Regions from separate parts of the Mus musculus genome. Here region 1 is linked to region 2. A link is a contact called in public Hi-C data. All regions are on one chromosome and are shown on one strand. The core of a region is the stretch at or near the end of the contact, and the rest is flanking DNA. Distances in the headings are between cores, read along the strand shown.

Region 1 (6,871 bases), core at 708-3,207, 220 kb after region 2:
AACCCATGGCAGAAGAGGAGAGGGGACTGCAAGTTGTCTCCTGACCTCCGTGTGTGCACTGTGGCATGTGCACACTTGTACTTGCTCTCATCACACACACACACACACACACACACACACACACACACCACTGCATCAAATAAAAGGAAAAGGAAACGAACTACCGGACTTGCAAAAGGACATAAAGACATCACACGGTCTATGACCAACTCCTTAGCTTAAGAAGAAGAATATTCTCTATTCATGCAGTACTTGGAAGACTTTTAAATAACTAGTGGAAAGTAGGAAGCATCTCATATGTATTCAGTCTTTAGGGCATATTTACTTGGTTATGTTTTTTTTTAATAAACATTTCAGTTTTTCTCCTTTATTTTGTTTTGTTTCTTTGAGACAGTGTCTTTCTACTCAGCCCTTGCTGTTATGGAACTCACTCTGCTGACCACGCTGGCCTTAGATTCCTAGAGACCCCCATGCCTCTGCCTCCCAAGTGCTGGGGTTAAAAGCATGAGCCTTTTACCTGGCTTATAAACTTTTCTCATTTTAACACAGTCCCCACATCCTCTGTACCCAAGTTCCCTGGGATCAATGTCTTCTGTTACTCTGTTATATTTGTCACTACTAATGAAGCCAGACTGATACTTTTTTGTGTACGTGGTGATACAGATTCACCTCAAGGATACCTAGCTACTAGGTGTCTGCTCTGCTTGGGCAAACCCTCCTGGCCCATCACATTAACCAAAGTCTGTACTTCATTTAGAGACCCTTAACGTTTACCTAATTCCCCTTCATATGCCAGCATGTCAAGCAGGTACCTTCTGCCTTCTTTGAGTGATCTTGGCCATGACAATTTCTTGACAATTTAATGACCTTGACAGGTTTGAAGGATATTTCTCATTCTGGTTCAAGGCCATTTGCAGAATGCCCTATGATGGAATGTGTCTAATGATGGACTCCTTGTTAGGGAAAGTGGCTGTGGGGGTAAGGTGCCTCTCTTATCACATCTCATCCGGTTCAGGGTACATTCACCCAATTTTACGTGTTCATGATGATCATCACTTGACTGTAGCTCTCCTTTCCTTGTTCCGTGCTGTACCCTTTGGAAGCGAATCAATATATGTAGCCCTCCCTTGAGGAGGAGGACATTTAGAAAAGTATTTGGAATTCATGTGAATAAGAATTTGCCTCGCCTCTACTTAATGCATTAATCATTCATTTCCATTAGCCCAGCCTCCTGGATGCTGGTTATATACTTTGGATTGTAACCCATACTGCTTTATCTCTGGACAGCAGGAGGTTTCTGGTGGCTCCTTTGACTCACTCTCACCAGGCACAGGGTGTGTGTGTTTTGAGCATTTCCATTCTTTCTGGCACTATAAGATGTTCCAAGATCATCTTGCATATTTTCCTGGAATCAGCCATTTCCACAGGGAGCTCTGACTCCTTTCACTAGAGAAGCATACTGAGAAGAAACATCTGGGTGCTGAGTGTGCTCAACTGCTGGTTGGGTTTTAGGTTATACCTAAACCGATGAGAGAAAAGAATAACTTGAATTCAGAGGGCAGAGGAGATGCTTCAAGTTTCGGAGAAGACCTGATATAAAGACTCAGATGTGAAACAAGACACCTCTGAGACTCTGTAAGAAGCTGGCATGCAGAATGTAGGAAGAGGGACTTAAGATGGAGTGAAGAAGCAGACGAGGCTAGAGGTCATAGCAATGTCCTGATCTCTTAAACAATAATCTGCTAACTATTACTTTTAAAAAGATTTATTTGCATGTATTTCTCTATATATCTATCTGTGAGTATATGCCATTCACGTATGGGTTCCCAGAAAGACCAGAAGATGGTGCTAGATTTTGTAGAGCTGGAGTTTTAGGCAGTTGTGAACTGTCTGACGTGGGTGCATGGAATGGAACTCGGCCTCCTTAAAGAGTATCAAGTGCTTTTATCTGTAGCCCTTATCTGTATTCTTAAGAGGTTTGGCTTTTACAGGATACAGTGACTCATACTAGCAATGCCAGCAAATGGGAGGGAGAGACAGAGCTGCAGTTTAGTCATCTTTGTCACTTATTGAGTTTGATGCTAGCCTAACACTTTGTCTCAACAAACAGGACCGGATGTAGGGGTTCATATCTTTAATCCAAGGACACACAGTGAAATGAGATAAGTAGAACTTATCTGTAGTTAAAGGTCAGCTTGGTCTACGTAGAGAGTTCTAGGCCAACCTGTGAGTAAGATCCTGTTTCAAACAAACAAACAAACAAAAAAACAAAAAAAAAAAACCCTACTAACTAAACATTAGCTTAAATTTAAGATACAGAATCAGCCTGTAGACCCATCAATAATGTAATGTTTAAAAAATAGTGGCATAGCAACTCTACTCCTCCCAAGCCCCATGCTGGCCAACTCCCCTGAAAGTATACCCAACAGTGGTAAACTCCACCCCATACCCTATGCTTCATTTCCTGCCCCACAACTCTGCCTGCTTCCTTGGAGGCTGGAAGGCATCAATGACACAAGGTAAGTACCCTCCCCACCCTCCTGCTACCCACCAACTTCTCTGAAAGCATACCCAGCATAGACAAACTGTATCCTACCCCCTAGACTCCATTTTCCAGCCCACAACTCTATCTGCTTTCCTGGAGACCCTCTGGCACTAGGGAATAGGGACCTCAGAGGCAAGGTGAGCACCCAAATCCTACAGGCCAGGTAGGCCACAAAAACCCCAGGGGGGGGGGTACCCTACTAGACCTGAAGACTCGCTATTCACCAGAAACCCAGGCCACTCAGGCCAAAAGACAGAGGGGAAAGAGAAACAAAGGGAAAAAACCATCCAAAACCCACTCCTCCAACAAAGATATGCTCAGAAACCAGCATCTAAACCTAGAATAAGCCAAACAAACAAACAAAAGAAAGCAAAACAAAACAAAACCCAGCCAGGGCAACATGGCACCACTGGAGCCCAGCTGTCCTACTACAGCAAGTCCAGGATATTCTAACACAGCTAAATTACAAGAAAGTGACCTTAAATCCAACATTATAAAGATTACAGAGGCCTTTAAAGAAAAAATTAAATAAATCCCTTAAAGAAATACAGGAAAATACAAAAAGGTGAAGGAAGTAAATAAAACTATTTAAGACCTGAAAATGGAAATAGAAATAATAAAGAAAACACAAGCTGAGGAAGTCCTGGAGATGGAAAACCTAGGAAAGAGAACAGTCTACAGACACAAGCATCACAAAAGGACAGGAGAGATGGAAGAGAGAATCTCACATGTAGAAGATACAATAGAAGTTGATACATCAGTCAAAGATAATGTTAAGTCTAAAATGTTCCAGACACAAAACATACAAGAAATATGGAACACTGTGAAGAGATCAAAGCTAAAAATAGTAGGAATAGAAAAAGATTCCCAGGTCAAAGATTTAGAAAATATTTTCACCAAAATCATAGAAGAAAAATTCCCTAAAGAAAGGGATGCCTAGAAACATACAAGAAGCTTACAGAAGACCAAACAGATCTTCTGTACCAGAAAAGAAAAATCCTCCTGCCATATAATAATCAGAATACTAACTATACAAAACATAGAAAGAATATTAAAAGCTACAAGGGAAAAAGGCCAAGTGACACATAAAGTCAGACTTATTAAAATGACATCGAACTTTTAGAGACTCAACAGAGACTTTAAAAGCCAGAAGAGGCTGGGCAGATGTCTTGTAGTCTCTAAGACTATATACAGCAATATACTTTCAATCACTGTAGAGAAAGACAACAATATTTTCCATGAGAAAAATCAAATTTAATCAGTTTATCCACAAATCCAGCCCAACAGAAGATGCTAGAAGGAAAATTCCAACACAAAAGACATTAACTATTCTCAAGAAAACACAGGAAATAATTCCACACCAGCAAAGACAAGACACACACACACACACACACACACACACAAAACCACCACCACCATAATCAAAATTACAGAAAATAACAATAATTGGTCTTTAATATCTCTCAACATCAATGGACTTAATTCCCCAATAAAAAGACACAGGCTCTCAGAATGGATGTGAAGATAAGATCCACCACTCTTCTACATACAAGAATCACACGTCAGCATCAAAGATAGAGTGGCCTCAGTGCAAAGGGCTGGGAAAAGATTTTACAAGCAAGTTAACCCCAAGAAGCAAGCTGGAGTAGGCATTATAATATCTAATAAAATAGACTTTCAAATAAAAGTAATCAAAGAGATGGGGAAGGATACTTCATATTCATCAAAAGAAAAATCCATCAAGATGATGTCTAAATTCTGAAATCTATGTCTCAAGTGCAAGTGCACTCATATTCATAAAAGCAGCATTACTAAAACTTAAATCACACATAGAACCCCACACATTAATTATGGGAGACTTCAACACCTCACTCTCACCATTTGAAAGGTCATCAAGACAGAAGCTAAACAGAGAAATAATGAAACTAACTGATATTATGAATCAAATGGACCTAAGAGATGTCTACAGAGCATTTCACTCAAACAGAAAGAAAAAACAAAACTATACAATGGAAAAAAGAAAGCATCTTCAGTAAATGGTGCTGGTCTAACTAGATGTCTGAATGTAGAAGAATAGAAATAGATCCACATCTATCACTCAAGTCCAAGTGGATCAAACACTTCAGCATAAAACCAGATATAATAAATCTGATTGAAAAGAAAGTGGGGAGTAGCCTTGAATGCACTGGCACAGAGACAGAACAGTCCTGGACAGAACACCAATAGCTCTTAGTGCCTACTAAGATCAACAATTAATAAATGGGATCTCATAAAACCAAAAAGCTTCTGTAAGACAAAGGACATCACCAAAAGGACAAAATGGCAGCCTACAGAATGAGAAAAGTTCTTCTCCAACCCTACATCTGACAGAGGGCTAATATCAAAATATATAAAGAACTCAACAAACTAGACATCAGTAAACCAAATAACCCAATTTTAAAAACAGGGTATAGATCTAAATAGAGAATGCTCAACAATGGAATATCTAGTGGCCGAGAAACACCTAATGAAAATTCCAACATCCTCAGTCATCAGAAAAATGTGAATCAAAATTACTCTGAGAGTCTATCTTACACTTGTCAGAATGGCTAAAATCAAAAATTCAAGGCACAGCACATGCTGGTGAAGGTGTGGAGCAATGGGAGCACTCTTCCATTGCTGGTGGGAAGGCAAACTTGTACAAATACTTTGGAAGCCAATGTGACAGTTTCTCAGAAAAATGAGAAATTTTTATAATATAATTTTACCTCAAGACCCAGCTACACCACTCCTGGATATATACCCAACATCTGCTCTACTATACCACCAGGAAACTTGCTCAACTACATTCATAGCAGCTTTATTTGTAATTGCCAGACACTGGAAACAACTTAGATGTTCCTCAACAGAAGAATGGATAAAGATAATGTGTTAAGTTTACACAATTAAATACTACTCAGCTATTGAAAACAATGACATCATGAAATTTGCAAACACATGGATGCAACTAGATCTTGAGTGATGTAACCAGACCCAGGAAGACAAACATGATATGTACTCACTTACATGGCTAAGTGAGTATTAGCTATAAAGTTCAGGATAACCATGGCACAATCCATAGTCCCAAAGATTCTAAGTAACAAGGAGGACCTAAGGGGAGACACTTGAATTTCACTGAATAGGGGAAATAGAATAGACATCATGGTAGATGATGGGAGGAACTGTGGGGAGGAGGGGATGCAGAGGGTAGCAAGAGGGGTGTAGTTGGAGCAGAAGAGAGGGAGAAAACTGAAATTAGTGTGGAGTTATCTCTGGGACTGGCTAGAAACCTAGGATAATGGTAACTACCAGGAATCTATGAGGTGACCTAGGAAAGACTCCTAGCAATAGGGGATATGGAATTTAAAATGTCCATCTCCAGTGTCCAGAAAACCCTTCCAATGGAGGGAGTAGAACACCAACCCAGCCACAAAACCTTTAATGCACAATTGGTCTAGCCTATAAGAGGTGGAGCAGAAATTGAGGGAAAGGCTAACCAATGACTGACCCAGCTTGAGACCCATGCCATGACACAATTAATGATTTTTTTTCTGCTGTACTTGCAGACAGGTGCCTAGCATAACTGTCATCTGAGAGTTGTCCATCAGCAACTGATAGAAACTGATGTGAAAACATTAGGCTGAGCATGGGGAATCCTGTGGAATAGGGGGAAGAAGGATTGAAGGAGCTAGAGAGGTCAAGGACACCGAAAGAAAACCTACAGAATCACAGGGGCCCACAGAAACAGAAAGCATGCATGGGGTGGACCTAGGCCCTCTGAACATATGTAACAGTTGTACAGCTTGGTCTTCATGTAGGACTAACAGCAGGAGTAGGGGCTGCCTCTGACTCTGTTGCCTGCCTTTGGATCCCTTTCCCTTAGCTGGATTGCCTTGTCTAGCCTCAGTAGGAGAAGATGTGCCTAGTTCTACTGCAATTTGATAAACCAAGGAGGACTGATATCCATGAGAGCCCCAACTCCCTTTTCTGAGGAGAAAGGGAGTACTGGAGGATAGGAAAAAGGAGGGAGAAGGAGGGACTGGGAGGAGAGGAGGGAGGGGAGGTAAAGTAAATAAATTAATAAAATATAGGATTTTCAAAATCGTGATGTTTATACACCATGGAATTTTATTCATTCATAAAGAACAAAATTGGCTGGACATTTTGGCTCATACCTGTCATATTGGGACATAGGAAGTTAAGGCAGGAGGTTCGATATGAGTTCAAGGCCATCCTGGGGTATAGAGTGCAGAAAACCCAAGTTGAATCCTAGCACCCAGCTCAGGCAGCTCCCAGCTGCTGCTACCC
Region 2 (7,239 bases), core at 1,596-4,095:
GGAAACCAGAGCAAAAAGGCACTGTGAGACGGGAAATGGATGTTTTGAGGAAGAAAGAGGGTGATTGAATCCATGTGCCAAGAAACAGAAAGAGGGCTACGTGGGTTGAAACAAAGGGGATGGAAGAGAAGGAAGGAAATACAAATCATATAAAAATGCCATAATGAAACCCACTACTGTGTAGGCTAGTGAATAATAAAAAACAAATCTAGAAAGACAGGAAGGGTCTAGAAAGAGGTGTATAGGGGATGGAAAGAGACTGGTCATTATTAAGTCTATGTACACGCTGCTCAACCTCTCCTGCAGATGCAAATACATTTAATGAGGAAATAAAATTAAAAAGTAAACGTAGAACCAGCCAACACATGCTTCAGTAGTTCTAGTTTCATCTCCTTTGCTGGAAAAAAAACAAAATAAAACACCCCAACCAAAACCAACTTGAGGAAGGGAAGGTTCACTCAGCATTCAGCTCCAAACATCGTCAATTAAGGGGAAGTCAAGGCAGGAACTCAAGCAGCCAGTCGCATTACATCTCTAGTCAAGAGCAAAGAGTGATGCACACATCCTTGCTTGCTTGCACCCAGGCTGCATCTTTCTCTATTATACTGTTCAGGGGCCAGCACATGAAGTGATGCAATCCACATGGTCTTCCATCCAACCTCCCTGAAGGCAGGAAAGGCAATCCCATCCTGCAAGTATGCCCACATGTCAGTCTGATCCACTGTGCTGCAGTTCCTCACTCAGGCTCTCTTGAAAAGTGATTCTAGGTTGCAGCCAGTTATTTAAAAACTAGCTATCATCATAGGTAAAGGAGTAGACAAACCACAGTGCATATGACAATAGAGTATTGCTTGACAGTGAAGATGGATGAGCTACTGGGTAGCTGGATAATATAGCGTGACCCTATCTCTAAAAAGAAGGAGGAAAAGAGGGGCAAGAAGGGGTAAGAGAGGAGAAAGAAGAGAGAGCAAAGAAAAGGAAAATAGAGAGGAGAGAAGGGGAGATGAGGGGAGGAAAGAGGAGAGGAAGGAAACATGTGGGGGTGGGAGGAAGAAGGTAAGGCATGATGGTTTGTATATTCTTGGCCCAAGCATTATTAGGAGGCATGGCCTTGTTGGAGTAGGTGTGTCACTGTGGGCATGGGCTTTAACACCCTTGTCCTAGCTACCTGGAAGTCAGTCTTCTCTTAGAGGCCTGAAGATTAAGATGTACACCTCTCAGCTCCTCTTGTACCATGTCTGCTTTGTCACTGCCATGCTCCTGCCTTGATAATAGACTGAACCTCTAAACCTATAAGTCAGCCCCAATTAAATGTTGTCCCTTAAAAGAGTTGCCTTGGTCATGGTGTCTGTTCATAGCAGTAAAACCCTAACTAAGACAGAAGGGCAAAGAAAAGACAGCGAAAGGAAAGGTACTATCAAGCCAAGGGAAACCCACGTGGAGACCTAAATGCATAATATGACATGGGAGGAGCCAGAGTGAGAAGCTGCCTCACTGTATGGCTCCTCCAACCCTTAAGAAGAGGCAAAATCATGGAAGCATCAAAAAGGATCAGCAGTTCCCAAGAGCTGGTCAAGAAGAATATGAATGCACGGAGATATACTGAGCAGGAAGCTCCTGTGTGATGCTCATGCCAGACACACACAGAATCCAGTGATGCGATGCTAACACTGTGCAAGAGCAGCATCAATGGGTGACAGGGTACTGACAAAGGACATGTGAGGTGGCCGGGTGGTGGGGGGACAGGGTAAGGGTGGGAACTTGCTTCTTGCCACTCAATTTTTCTATAAACATAAAAATAAAACCTGTCATCTGGCCCTAGGCTACCTGTCTTTCCTCAGAGGTTTTGGGGGTTATGAGTGTGAAGGGCTGGTTGGTCGCAACACAGTACTTAATTATCAGATGGTTGGAAGGGTTGAAAGGAACTTATGTGCTGAATCATGCAGCCTTCAGGAAGCTCTGTTCAGGGTCATTCTGTAGATAATGTCAGGCGCCTGTTCTTAGAGACACTCTCCAGATAAGATCAGGGAAAGAAGAGAGAGTCCCCCTGAGAAAGGGCATGGTGGACTTCAACATTAATAGCAAGGTCCTCCAACAGAGGAGAACTCTCAGTTTGAGGCTAGACTAGGCTACCGAGCAAGACCTTGTATCCAAGATAGATAGATAGATAGATAGATAGATAGATAGATAGATAGATAGATAATCAAATGAAAGGTACTACATAATGGTGTATGATAAAGACAGTGTATGAACTAACCAAAAACCAGGAATCATTTCGTAGCTAGTTTTGAAATAACTACTTGGGGAAATTCAACTCTAAACCTCAAATTTGGCTGCAGGTAGATTAGAGTTCCTAATGTAAAAATTGGAACCCCAAAGTACCAGAAGACAGCAAAGGAGAGAAAAAGACATCTTAGGCTGCATAGAATCCAGGGTTCCTGTAAGACAAAATGGACCACAAACAACTCCAAGACAATCAACAATGACACTAGAGCTTTGATGAGCCTTCTCTGGGGGCACTATGACCCCTCTGTGAAACATTTTCCTTTTCTGTAGTGCTAGGGCTCAAACCCAGGGCCTCCAGCATGCTGAACTGCTGAGCTGCACCCCAGGCCCATCAACATCTGTCGATCAAACAGTTTGAACCAACAACTCAACTGCAGCAGCTGAGTGTACGCAGCCACCAGCACTTCCCCCGAAGCACTCTTTGTGCTAAGAAAAGAGCAGACAGGATCTCAGTTGTAGAGCAGTCCTTTCAGACCCTGGGGTCAATCTTCACCTGCTTGTATGAACAATCCCCAGGACATGCACGAGGTTGTGTTTGTTACTTCCCTCTTTGCTGTGATGAAATACGGGGCAAGAGCAATCTCACAGAGGAATGGTTTGAGTGTGAGGAGACACTGCCCATCACAGTGAGGCAGGCATGGCAGTGGGAATTGGAGATGAGTGGGCACATCCTATCCAGTCAGGAAGCTGACAAAGATGAGTGCTAAGTGTCCAGGTTCCCTCCCCCTTTTTTTTTTTCATTCCACAACCCCAGCTGTGCTGGCTACTTTTATGTCAATTCAACAGAAGCTAGAGTCATTTTTGGAAGAGGGAACCTCAATTGAGAAAATGGCTCGACCAGATTGGCCTGTGGGGCAAGTCTGTGGTGCATTTTCTTGACTGAAGATTGATGTGAGAAGGTCCAGTTCACTGTGGGTGATACCATCACTGGACTGGCGATCCTAGGTGCTGTAAGAAAGCAGGCTGAGCAAGTCAGGAAGAGCAAGCCAGTAAGCAGAGTTCTTCCATGGCTTCTGCTTCAGTTCCTGCCTCCAGGTTCCCGCCCTGACACCCCCTCCCCCCATCAATGGACCGTTACCTGGAAGTTTAAGATAAACCCTTTCCTACCCAAGTTGGTTTTGGTCATGATCTTTATCACAGCAACAGAAACCCTAAGGCCCTAGCCCACAGGATACCATCAACATACAAACTGGCTCTTCTCAGTTTAATTTCTGCAGAAACCCCTCCCTAAGGTAGGCCCAGTTTGTATCAAAGATAATTCTAAATTCCATCTAACTGTCAATTAAATCTAACTATCATAGAGGTTAACAAGAAAATAAAAGGTGTCAAGTGTGATGGCACATGATCTTAATCTCAGCACTTGGGAGACAGAGGCAGGCAGATCTCTGAGTTCAAGGCCACCCTGACCTACTGAGCAACAGCTAGAGCTACATAGAGAGACCCTGTCTCAAAAGACAAAACAAAACAAAACAAAACAACCAAGTAAGAAAGCCAGAAAATTAAATGTTCAGAACTGTGTGAACAGCAAGATACTGCTGCAGTAAGAGAAAGGGGTGTTTGTTACCTCTGCTGAGGTCACTGCAGCCCCTGGAGCGAGAGAGAAAGACTGCAAGGTCTTGCTTGCTTTTCAACATTTATCCTTCTTATTGTTAGGGTCAAGGAATCACCTCACAAACCATACGAACACCGACCTCAGTCAGATAGGGAGAGTTTATTGAGCACACACCTCAGGACTGGTCGACCAGGGCCATGGCCCAGATTCAGGAAATGAACCATGATATTGAGTTAAGATTCTACAGGATTTTTGAACCCCAAATCCACAAACATCTGTGCCACGTTATTTCACCAACCAGGAAATAACTGATTGGTTAGATTAGGGATAGGGGATTTCCTTAGGAACTTGTCTTTGATGTACATTTATCCTGTTTCCATTGGTGTTGGGGCATTCCAGCTGTGGCAGGGGACTTACCTTGTCAAATAATTATGTTCTACCTCATCTACCAAGATGAGACTTGTCTAACGTTCGTGTCTTAACTTGCCAACCAGGATGTCAGTTACCCATGTACATGTCTCTTTCTGCCAAGTAGGATGTCAGTTCCTGGGGAGGTCGTGGGAGCTTAAACTTTACTCGACCATTATTCAACATGGAAGGCTCATTTTAAATAGTTTCTTAAAGCTCTTATCTCGGGGTCGATCCTAGGGGCAGCTTATACCATGAAAGCTTATACACAGGAACAGGAAGTGCTGTTGGGTGGTTGGTTTTGGTCCAAGCAACTTTACATACATCAATGGAGCAGGGATTTAGGGCTTGCTCTGGTCCGGGCTCTCTAGAGTCACAGAACGTTTGGAATGTCTCTATATCTTAGGGGAATTTATTGTAATGACTTGCAGTCTGAAGTCCAACTAACCCGACAAGGGGCAGCCGTGAATGTGAGATCTAAAAGTCTAGTAGTTGTTAATCCCACGAGGCTAGGTGTTTCAGCTGGTCTTCTGTATGCACTGGAATCCTGAAGAAGTGGGTTCCAGATGTGCTGGCAAGTAAGTGCAAGCAGGTGAAGAAAAGCAAGTCTTCTTTCTTCCGTCGTCTTTATGTCGTCCTTCTGCCTCCAGCAGAAGACATGGCCCAGATTAAAGGTGTGTACCACCTTGCCCGGACCTAAGCCATTCTTTACTTGGAACTTGCTCTGTCCCAGGCTGCCGTTGAACTCAGAGATCTGCTTGCTTTTTTCTTCTGGGATTAAAGGTTTGTACCACCACACTTGGGCCTAAGTTTTTCATGGCCACTATACCTCAACATCCAGGCCAAAATTGTGTGTCATTCCATGTCAATATCTGGATCAAAAGTCTGTGTCTTCCAGCCTCACGATTTGGATCACAGGTGTGTCCTCCATTTCTGGATTGTAGTTCATTCCAGATGTGGTCAAGTGGACAACTGGGAATAGCTACTACAGGGCTGAAAAATAAACAAGTCATTGATCAAGTGGGGGGGGAGGGGTTTGACAATCAAATGTCTAGAAGGGGAAAGGTAGCCACCGGAGACAAGGTGGGGTCCTCTATGGAGTTCACAGGGTTTCTACAGTTCCCTAGGGATGCCAGAGGACAGCCTGGGCTCAAAATGAGAGGGGTGAAGCAGGGAGCAAGGGAGCAAGGGAGATGGGGGAGAGAGACTAAGCTCTCTCTGGGTGTTGGTGAGTGATGGATATACACTCCCTCCAGGCCAGTTCTCTGGCAAGTGGCTGTGGTCTTGAGGGGTGGCTGAACATGGGGGGCAACGAGTGTTAAGACCGTGGTCTATCCTGTTCCTGCCAATGTGGATCCGTTCCGTTGTGGAGAGCAGGCAAAATGGCAAACGACGCAGCATCTGAAGAGGCGTGATGGTAGCCTTGAGGACAGCACTTGGCGACTGAGTCTGACTTGAACTGGCTGCTTTTTCTTTATTGCAACGATGGCAGATGGATGAGCTCAGAGCATTCTAACACAAGCGTGAGCGTTGACTGATATTTTCTTGGAAAACAACCCATGTGAGCCTCTGACTTGGATGAGAGTGACCGGAAAATGTGTTGCCGATGTGAAAAATCTAAACTTTAGGGGGAAGTGGTAATTGGGAAATACTTTGTGCAACACAGTTTGACAGCTTCCTGACTTTACAGTGTTCACCCTGACATCAGCAGGAAAGCAAATGTGAAATGTGTACTGTAATGGTTAGGCGTCAACATTTGAAAGGTCGCGGTTTTTCAGTGAACCCTGTTTCCTGAATGATGGATGAATGGTAGTGCAGCATCGAGCCTGGTCAGTGCAAAATAAACCAGTTGTAACTGAGTGTGAAAACCCCAGAAGGTTTCAGATTCCACACTGTAACTGCCTTAAAGAGACTGCATCCCTGTGCGCCCACATCTGGAAAAATCAACATTTCAAGGGTGGGGGGATAGGCAGTCAAGAACTTGAAGCCTTCTTAATGGAGCCACGGGTGTATGGGGTGGGGCGTATTAAGTGCTGAGACCCGGTAATTTACAAAGAAATAATCCTCCGGATTCTGGTTTGAATATTTTGCCTTAATGGGTGTTTATCGTGCCAGGGACCCTTGCTGCCCACCATTTGTAGCAAGCCCCTTCTCTGCTCTTCTCTGATGCTGTTAGTTGGAATAGCCATGCCTGTGGTTTTTGGGAGAAATCTGCTTCCTCTGATAGTTTTTGGGAAGGTTTGATGCTGCCGTTTTAATGAGAAATGGCTGCTCTCTTTATCTGTCTTTCTGTGAGATATCCAAACAAAGCCCCCAGATTGGGCAGCTTACAAATGACAGAAGCCTATTTCCTTGCAGTGAGAAGAACAGAATCAATGTCTGCTGGGAGCCTGATGTTGACCCATGGATGACACCGCCTCTTAGAGTCTATGGCAGAAGGGGTGAGCCAACTCTCTGGGGTCCTGAACACTAATCCATTCGTGAGGACTCTGCCATCAGGACCTGATAACGTACAAACAGCCTCACCGTGCCTAGATTCTTCCTCCTCTCTCCTTACCTCTTCTGTACCCCTCTGTCTCTTTATCCCTCCCCCATCATTACCCTCCCCCATCCCTCCCCCATCATTACCCCCTTACTCTGCATCCAGGGCTCAGTCTGAGGATATCCTGAAGCCAGCATGTCTCACTATCTGAGTTCTCTGTTCCGCAGGACTGGAGGAAAGGGTGTGTGTGGCTCCCTCTCTAGTAAGGGAAGAGAAAGCAGTGGTCATGGGAACCCTGACCTGGCTCCATGGTCACCATGACCCCCTCCTATTTCCTACCACTTGCCAGGTCTCCCATCCCCACCATCTACAGCTGACCCTGGGAGTGACTGCTGGTCCACGTCATATTACAAAAAGCTAGTACCTTCTGAGAACCAGACTCGAGAGGAATGGCTTGCCTGTCTTTGTGTCATATGTCATCAAAATACAACTTGTAGTTTGCATGGCTCGA

The links. A called contact is a pair of places that touch in the nucleus more often than the background predicts.
Region 1: a contact with region 2 is called in a Hi-C map of the G1E-ER4 cell line, with 2.3 times the contacts expected there. The contact joins two enhancer-like sites. A contact is called at or near these places in 20 of 484 Hi-C or Micro-C datasets (the G1E-ER4 cell line, the HPC-7 cell line, bone marrow-derived macrophages and 13 more) and 10 of 115 datasets of contacts at active chromatin or transcription factors (bone marrow-derived macrophages, cardiomyocytes, craniofacial prominence and 5 more).

The regions. Positions count from the first base shown.
Region 1 is chr13:35,727,512-35,734,382 of GRCm38.p6, reverse strand. All of the region lies in intron 3 of Cdyl (chromodomain protein, Y chromosome-like), which reads right to left. Among named protein-coding and RNA genes, the nearest start is that of Cdyl, 71 kb to the right of the region's middle. Within about 2 kb of position 1,957, at least 7 of the 459 cell types and tissues checked have an H3K27ac peak or open chromatin away from gene starts, as enhancers often do. A contact at or near this core is called in the G1E-ER4 cell line, where this site is marked.
Region 2 is chr13:35,948,722-35,955,960 of GRCm38.p6, reverse strand. No RefSeq gene overlaps it. Among named protein-coding and RNA genes, the nearest start is that of Gm30127, 12 kb to the left of the region's middle. Within about 2 kb of position 2,845, at least 6 of the 459 cell types and tissues checked have an H3K27ac peak or open chromatin away from gene starts, as enhancers often do. A contact at or near this core is called in the G1E-ER4 cell line, where this site is marked.